2 separate regions of the Pan troglodytes genome follow, and region 2 is linked to region 1. Evidence: chromatin contacts called from public Hi-C data. All regions are on one chromosome and are shown on one strand. The core of a region is the stretch at or near the end of the contact, and the rest is flanking DNA. Distances in the headings are between cores, read along the strand shown.

Region 1 (4,347 bases), core at 1,509-4,008:
TGCTCTGATTTTTTATTCCAAAAGCAGAGACATCTTAGACATCAGAACTGTCTGGTTTCCCATTAAAGAACAGATACACAGAAAAGCCAGGGGACAGCGTGGCCAGGACTGGGCCTCTGCTGTACACTCGAGTATGCCAGTGAAGGAAAGCCATGTCAGAGAGGACGTGCCCTCCACAAATGCAGGCTATGCTCCATGAGCAAGGGTGAGGCCTCAGAGAACTTACTCCAGTCAGGAGGAGAAGGAAGCCAAAGAGAAGAACAAGGGCCTTCTGCTGAGCACCCGCCAGGTGCCGCGCGGCCTATTTTAGGTCATTTCATCATCCTCATAGCAACCCACTAACGTGAGAAAGCTCCTTGTCTAGGACTACAGGAAACAAGCACAGGGGTGGGATTCCTGTCTCAGCTGTTGACCCTATGTCGCGCTCTCATACAAAAAGTCCTATATGCTACAATACAGTTGAGAGAGAACAGGCAAGACCTTCCATGACCAGGTTTCTACCTCCTTCGGCTCCCTCCCATCTCCCATACACACCCCTGATACTCCACCAACACCACACTGCCCATGATTTCCTAAATGCCCATGCCAGTTCAAGCCTATCTCACAGAGCACATGGCAGTCCACAGAACTCCCAGTCACCCTTCAAACTCCAGCTGAGAGATCACTTCTTCCTAGAACCCTTCCTTGGTCACCCCCCTCCACAGGGTTTATCACTCTCATCTCTGCAACTTGTCCATCCTTTCATATCTGCAGCCTCCATCCCCAACAGTCTCTGACACATGGCAGCATTAGGAGAGACGCTTATTGAATTAAGCTGCACTAAAAGTGAGGCCAACTACCCAAATGAGGGAGCCAAAAAAAACTCTAAGCTGCCCCTGAAGGCGTGAGGATAGCAGTAAATGCCTGGATAAGGTGTAAAGCAATATTTATCGCCTAGTTTACCATACTAGGCTGAATATAAGACAAACTCAAGTGTAGAGCCAGTTCAATTTTCAAAAAGGAAAAAGGGCCTTAAAAACCGCAAAACCAAGTCCTGTTATATGTCCTAGTCCAGTCCAAACCGCTGTGATATCACAGGAGTGAACGGCCTTTCCTGGATTTCTGCACTATATTAATACTACTGACGCTCTCGGTCTCATCAGTAGTTTCCATGAAGCTGCTCCTTAGCAACCTTCACCAAGCCTGCCTTTTCAGCACACCCACGGTTACTGAGTACCCAGTATTGCTTCCAGAACAAAGCTCTTTAAAACAGAAAAACAAGGTGCAATTCAGTGACCAGCACTTAGGTGAATATAAGTGAGGACACTATGATGGCTACCTAGTCCCCTCAGACTGACCTCCTGCATCCACTGCCCTCCCCCAAGCCCACCTACACACCCTGCTCAACACCCGCCACCCCAACCCACCAAGAAGCCGGGCTGTGGAGAGACAGGGAGGCAGGGAGGACAAATGTCTCTTTCCCTTTCACCTGCAGGGCACTCCCCCATCCACTGCAGACACTCCACAGCTGCTCCAGCTAGGTCCTCATTCAAAGCTCCTCCTGCAACCAACGCCCTGTGGAGTCCTGGAAAGAGCACCTGGCCTGCTTCCCAGCTCTGTCAGGGCCGGACTCACCCACAGACCCTCTTGTCACCCACATCTGCTGAGCCCCAGAAGAAGGAGTCCCAAGCACCAGTTCCACAAGGACCACACCTCCAGCCAGTCTGTTAAAATGAAACATCTTATAATAGCAGGCCCACTGGCTTATAAACAAAATTACTAGCTCCTTTAAGAATGTAAAATAAAAGCCCTGAAACTCCGAAAAATACATGCAACATGCAGAACATTAATAACTAAAAAGAGCTCACAGATAAATACATCAAGACTCCAACAGAGAAGACAGTAGTTTACGAAAGAGAAAAGGTAGAGGCCTACATACATTAAGCAACACTGACCAAGTTCACTAGCAATCAAAGAAATATGAATTGAAGTAAAATAACTACCTTTTGCCTTTTTAATTAGCAAAGATTAAAAAGAATAATAGTGCTGACAAAGGTGTGATCAAATGGGTACTCTGACACACTTGGAGAAGCAGAAATGGATAGAACTCTTCTAATGGGCAATGTAGAAACATCGATTGGAAATCATACAGCTATACATACCCACCAAACCAGCAAATCTCTTAGGGGCTTATTCTAAAGAAACACATGGACAAGTACCCAAGTCACGTATCTTAAAAGATCATTGTTTAGATTAAAGGGGGGAAAAAAAATACCTGGAAGTAAATGTAAAGGTTCAACAATCAGGAGCCAGGGAAAATAAACAATAAAATACTGTACACACAGACATTAAACATGACAAAGTAGAAGTACATTTTTTTGGCAATGGGAAGATATCCATGCTATAGTATTTAGTGGGGGAAAAACATGTTCTAAAGCAAAATTAACAGACATGCTTATGCACTATATATTATACAAACCTGGAAGCACATAAATCAAAATATTAAGCCTATTTCTGGGTGGTGCTATTTTCTTTTTGTTTACTTGTATTTTTAAATTTTTCTTCAAAGTGCAGGCATTAATAGCAATTTTTTAAGGTATAAAAAATTGGAGAAAATCCAACATTGTGAGGGGAGGGAAAAAACAAGCAAAAGACCAAGACTTTGCTAGCTGTCACAGTCTCCGTGTAACAGCAGCAGCAGGCAGCTTATTCCTTACATTTGTATACAAGGGCCTAAAGGTCAATCCATGCATGAGTCAACAGACCCAAAGAACAACAGCAATCAATCATCACAAACAAATACACCATGTCTCTCCTGCCTACCGTCCTTAGGAGGGCTTCCTTAGGACCGTCTTAGAGATACAATCATCTTAATAATGAAGTCCTCTGAGCGTTTCAGCATGGGGCTAGACCCCACTTATCCAGAAGTGTACTCTTGGCAAACACAGCACTGAACAAACTACAACAGATGCACACGGTACTTAAGAACTTTCACAGCACAGTCACATCAGTTTTGTTTGCTCTTCAGGCATGGCAAGTAGTAGTAGTCCCATTTTACAAAAGGAGAATAAAGCTCAAAGATAAGGAACATGCCCAGATCACACAGCCAGTGATAAGCAAATCTGGGATTCTGAAGCCAGATCTTTCTGAATTTAAAGTGTGCGATGTTCTTTCCATTCCACCACGTTTGCCTCTTAAATAGCAAAGCCAAATGCTTGAAATCAAGATTAGCAAGTAAGCCTGGGAGATGGAGCTATCTTTTCTTAGCTCCCCACCCCAAAAAAGCATGCTTTCAAACTTGCTTCTTCTTTAGATTTCAGCTCAACGATTACCACACACATCTGGATATAGTTAATTTGTGTTGTTTTGCTTGGAAATTCAAATGAGACTGGAATTTAGTTAAATGTTTTAAATGATTAAACATATGCCATTCACTGTTTAGCAATGCCACTCAAGTATCTGTTATAACAGCATTTATTTTAAAATAGCCTCATTCAAAAAAAAAAAAAAACCTAAAATTAGTCTCCATTTTCTAAAACCTCTGAAGGTGTTTCGATCTTAGCTTACCAGGATTAGTAATTCACTTTGAAACTAACTTTTTCTGAGCGAACAATCCAATTCAGGATGAAATCTGAAATTTTACAATCTAGATATTGCTTTTACTTGTTCTGTACATTTAAACGTGTTATTTTTCTATGTCAGAGTTCACTAAAATACTCAACAAATTTAGCAATTCTATAATCTATGTTATTAGATATGCTAAAGAAACAGTAAAAGACTGAAATAATTTCCTAAAACCTGCTGCTTCTAAGTCAAAAGCTAGGAAGGACCTGAAAGGTAGAAATCTACTTTTTCTAATAAGGTGCTCACTAACTCTCAAACTGCAGAAGGGGAAAACATTCATTGACGGTCTTAGGTCCTGGACCCTGAACTCAAGTACTGGGAGTATTTGGCCCTTTTACAGACAAGGAAATTGAGACTCAATTGGTTCCAAATAGTTTGCCCATGGCAAGAGTCAATGAGAAGCGGAGCCAAGCTTTAAATCTAGGTCCTATTCTGAAGCATGGGTTCTCAAGCTCATGCACTCTTCAGAAGGGCAACTTCCCACTCTTTCTTCAAACAACCCATTCCCAGGTGCCCACGCAGCAGCAGCAGGCTCTGGGAACACCAAGAGGCACAAGAGGTGGCCCGGCCCTGGCGCTCCCTAGCTGGGCACATCACTCCGAGCTCTGCAAAGCTGCCAAAGTTGCTCCAGGAGGCACAAGCAACTGCATCAAGCACAACGTGAATGATGCAACCGGAAACCGAGGGGCACAGCAGCCCTACTGAACTAGGTTCCTTCCCCGCACAAGAGGCAGGGGACAGGAG
Region 2 (4,060 bases), core at 1,171-3,670, 380 kb before region 1:
CCCCGGGGCCTGGGCCCCTAGATCCCGCCCCGCGGCGGGAGATGCGTTTGAGCCTTTTACAGACGGAGCGCGTCCCAGCCTGACGCAGAGGGATGAATAGACAAGCGCACCGGGCGGGAATCCCGACTGCCTGTGTATCTGGGGTCGGCCCAGCGTTGGACGTGGGCTGCTGGTCCGAGAGGTGGCGACGGAATCGCGTGCCTATATGTATGGGGGAGTGGAAAGTCGCAGGGTGTGTTTCCACGTTTCTTGAGCAGCCCGCGGCAAGAGTTGCTGAGTACCCCACCCCCCGCCCCCAGATCCTAAGGCAGCCCCTCGAGCTTTCCAAACGTATTGTATCCAGCCCTCCCGGGAGTGGAGTTGCACCAAGGACAAACACTCTAGCGTCATTACAAATTTTTTCTACCCCTTGGGCGACCTCCAGATGAACCCTGGTGACTCTCAGATTGGATTTTCATTCCTTACTTTCTTTGAAAGAAAGTGCCCCAGATGCGTCAATAAAACATGCCTATGTATTCGTGTAGGCGTCCGCATGCCTGCGCGCCGGCCGTGTGCAGGCGCCGAAGCACACGTCTGTGTGAACACAGGGGCACGCGCGTCTTTGGGTTTAGTGGTCCTTCCCTCGCGTTGGGGCATCTGTACACATGCAGAATATACACATATGATTGTAACTTCAAGTTTTTTCAAATATGCAAAACGACCTCGTAGGAGCACTTGCAGTGATTTAAGTAGAATCGCCTGAGCACGCAAGTGCAGGTATAACGTGCAATTTACCATTTGGCAGTTGCATCCTTCTTTCCAGCTCTAGACACTTACACCTGATGCGCATGTGTAAGACCCTAGCTCTACAGTGGTGCTGGCTGTGATTTTGCCAACAGAGATAAAATTCGTGCTGGCTGTGTTATTGCCAACAGAGATAAACATGTGTATTTGCACACATGAACACAAGTTCATGTGCTTGGGCATTACACGCATACATATATTTGTGCACACATATATTTGTGTGTGAAAGTTACTTACACACGTGAAAAACATGATTTCATGCCTCAACTCTGTACCCTGTGAGGTAAACCGCAGGTCCTGACTATCCCCTTACCTGTCCTGGCAAACAAGTCATTTCAGACTGACACCCGCCTTGTCCCTATTAGACGGAGCCAAACCTGCCTCCGAAGCAGACCCAGATGGGACTCTGTAACCGAAGTGCTTATTCAGTTTTTGTCTACAATCATTTTATTTCCTAAATCCCTCCCCCACCAGACACCTGGGTATTTCCCTCCAGTCCCCAGGAGACTCTAGGGTGAGCCTGAAACCTGGAGGCTGGGGGTAGCAGTTGGGATTTACCCAGCACGCTACTTTGTTGGCCCCTGGGGAGGTGGTGCAGCCAGGCGGGTAAGGAGGACTCGCGCCATCAGCGGGGTCTGAGACATGGTGTGCCCAGTGGGCAGAGAATAGGCCTGTGGTTTTTAAGAACCTCACTGATATCGAATGTGTCTTGGAGTGAGAAAGTTTTTAATGGAAAAGGAGCAAGAGGGAGTGATGAAACAATTTGCTAAGTGCCTACTATGTTCCAGGCATTTTACATCCACAGTCTCTTTCAATCATCACGTCCATGCGGAGGAGAGCTTCTTGTCGCCCATTATAAAGGTCAGAAACAGGCTAAGGGAGGATAAGTCACTGCCTAAGGTTACAGTGCATGTAAATGGCAGAGCTAGGATTCGAACCCTGGCCTTTCTGAGTTCCTAAAGCCATGCTCGCCCCCACTCTTCCAGGCTGGGGAGAGACCGGGAAGAGCGAGAAGCTACATGCTGGGCTGCAGATTGGGCCCTAGCGGGCTTGGAGCGTGGATATGCTGGCTGGCCCCCCTCCCCGGGAGTCACAGCTCTCGCCGGTCTCGCCACTCAGGCTCTGCCGGGTACCCAGGAGGCTTGCACGGCCGCCTGCAGCCCGCTGTGCAGAGCCCGGGCCGAAGGCGGAGCTCGATGGGAAACGGCCGGCCGAAGGCTCTTGCAACTCTGCCACAGGCCTGCCTTCCCGGGCCTCCCAGGCGGGTGCCTGAGGCCGCGGCTCCAGGCCGAAGGGAGACCGCAGTGAGACGAGCATCCCCTTGCTGCGCCTTCTTAGGATAGAGGGTTTAATTTTCCTTTCTGAAGATATCGCAGGAAGCTGTTCGTATCTTAAAAACTCCAAACCCCGCGCTCTCCCTCCTCCCTGCCTCCCTCCCACCCCCGCCCTCCAGCCTCGCCCACCAGCTCCCACCATCTCGACTCTCCTCTGCTCCTCTTGCCTCTCCCCTCCCTCTTGGGTCTCCCGCCTTCCCGGAGCACGCGCTGCCAGGGCCTGGGGCGCCGAGCGGCCAATGGCACGGCGGCAGGACGTGATGTCAGGCGCGGCTGTAGAAAAGGCGCGGAGGCTTGCGCTGGCGCGGACTGCAGAGCCGGGGCTGGGCTAGGCGCGCGCTTGGAGAGCATTGCGCGCGGCTGGGCCCGCGGCCGGCGGCTCCTCCTCCCACTCTGCTCCTCCTCTTTTTTCTCCTCCTCCACCTCCTCCTCCGCCTCCTCCTCCTCCTCTTCCTCCTCCTCTTCAATTCTCCCGGTGGCTCGACTCGGCTCGCAGGCTTCGGAGAAACCCCTACTCCAGTCGCCGACTCAGCGCCCAAGAGGGTCGCCTTGGGCTGGGGGCGCACGCCAGGGAGGGGAGGGGTCCAGGCAGCTGGGCCGCCGCGGACACCTAGCAGCTTCTGGGTGAACCCCGACCGCAGCCGTCGCCGCCTCGGGCAGAGTTTGCGCCCTTGCTTTGCGCCCCGGGCGCTGAAGCCGGGCGGGCGATGCCCGCGGCGTGAAAGCGCCCGCGGCGGGCGCCGACCTCTGCCCTAGTCTCCTGCTCCCCCCGCCCCGCTTGTCCCGTGCCCTTGTGACCCTGGCTTTGGCGCCGTCGCCCAGGCGCCCCGCAATGTAGCTGCCCCCGCGCCTCGGCGGGAGGCGTCCTGCCCCGCGAGCGCCCGGGGCCCGGAGCCCGGCCTGGGGGCTCAGCCGAGCTCGGGCGGGGCCGGGGCCGCGGTGGCGATGCACCGGGCCCGTTAGCGCCAGGAGCGCCAGGCAGCTGAGGCGGGGGGCAAGCCCTCCCTCGGAGGAGCCGCGCCCCCGGCCCCGCCGGTCCCGCCGCGATGCTGTTCCACAGTCTGTCGGGCCCCGAGGTGCACGGGGTCATCGACGAGATGGACCGCAGGGCCAAGAGCGAGGCTCCCGCCATCAGCTCCGCCATCGACCGCGGCGACACCGAGACGGTAGGCGCGCGGCTGTGGGGTCGGGGCTGAGAGCTGGGATGGGGCCGGGCCAGTCAGCGCCTCTGCTCCCCGAAGTTTGGGGAGCGTCCTTCGTGCCGCACGGGACTGGGTGCTGGGGATCCTCGGTCAGAATGCAAGGCCGGTGGCTCCCGGTTCGGGGGAAACCCGGCTGCTGGGACGCAGAAGGGAAACAAGGTTGAAACCGAAATCTCGGCCCTGGGGGTAGAGGAGAGCGTTTCTTCCGAACTGGAAGCGAAGTCCCATCCGCGGCCCGGGGCGGCTCCCTTCTCACCTTGCCCGGTGCCGGGGTCGACAGCCCCGCGCTCTCCTCCACCTCTCGGCTCCGGTTGCTGGCGGCGCCGCAAGCGGCGCCAGGGAAGGGCGAACCAGCTGGGAGCATTGGAGCTCCAGCCGGCTTGGGCCGCTCCCAGCTTTCCGGCAATCGGGGATCCTCCTCAACCCCCAGCGTGGTTTCAGAGGCCGAAGTCTTCGGCGCCAACATTTGTCGTTGATCGCGTCCCCAGACCCTTGACTGGTCAGACTTAGCCAGGCCAGGGCTGGGAGTTCAGGCTCCGGCCTGGCCCTCGCCGAAGGAGACTCCATTTGGATCTCTACACCTGGCTCCGCGGGCCCAGCCCCAAATAGCCAGTTCCTCGCCTCAGGCCTCCCTGGGGGCCAGACAAGCAGACACTGCCCGACCAGCGGGCCCAGAAGTGACCTTTAGGAGGCCGCGGAGGTGGGGAGCACGAGAGAAGCTTCTCTGCTCCGGGAGCAGGA

The links. Hi-C and Micro-C count contacts between places; a contact is called where the count stands out from the background.
Region 2: a contact with region 1 is called in a Hi-C map of stem cell-derived neural progenitor cells, with 5 times the contacts expected there. The contact joins the promoter of LHX2 here to the enhancer-like site in region 1. A contact is called at or near these places in 1 of 7 Hi-C or Micro-C datasets (stem cell-derived neural progenitor cells) and 1 of 1 datasets of contacts at active chromatin or transcription factors (stem cell-derived excitatory neurons).

The regions. Positions count from the first base shown.
Region 1 is chr11:14,063,497-14,067,843 of NHGRI_mPanTro3-v2.0_pri, reverse strand. All of the region lies in intron 5 of PSMB7 (proteasome 20S subunit beta 7), which reads right to left. Among named protein-coding and RNA genes, the nearest start is that of PSMB7, 26 kb to the right of the region's middle. Within about 2 kb of position 2,758, at least 4 of the 24 cell types and tissues checked have an H3K27ac peak or open chromatin away from gene starts, as enhancers often do. A contact at or near this core is called in stem cell-derived neural progenitor cells, where this site is marked.
Region 2 is chr11:14,443,736-14,447,795 of NHGRI_mPanTro3-v2.0_pri, reverse strand. It overlaps LHX2 (LIM homeobox 2), which reads left to right and starts at 2,420. Exons shown (of 5, transcript XM_016961627.3): 1 at 2,420-3,283. The coding sequence starts at 3,164. It overlaps LOC134807629 (a long non-coding RNA gene), which reads right to left and starts at 279. Exons shown (of 2, transcript XR_010148569.1): 1 at 1-279.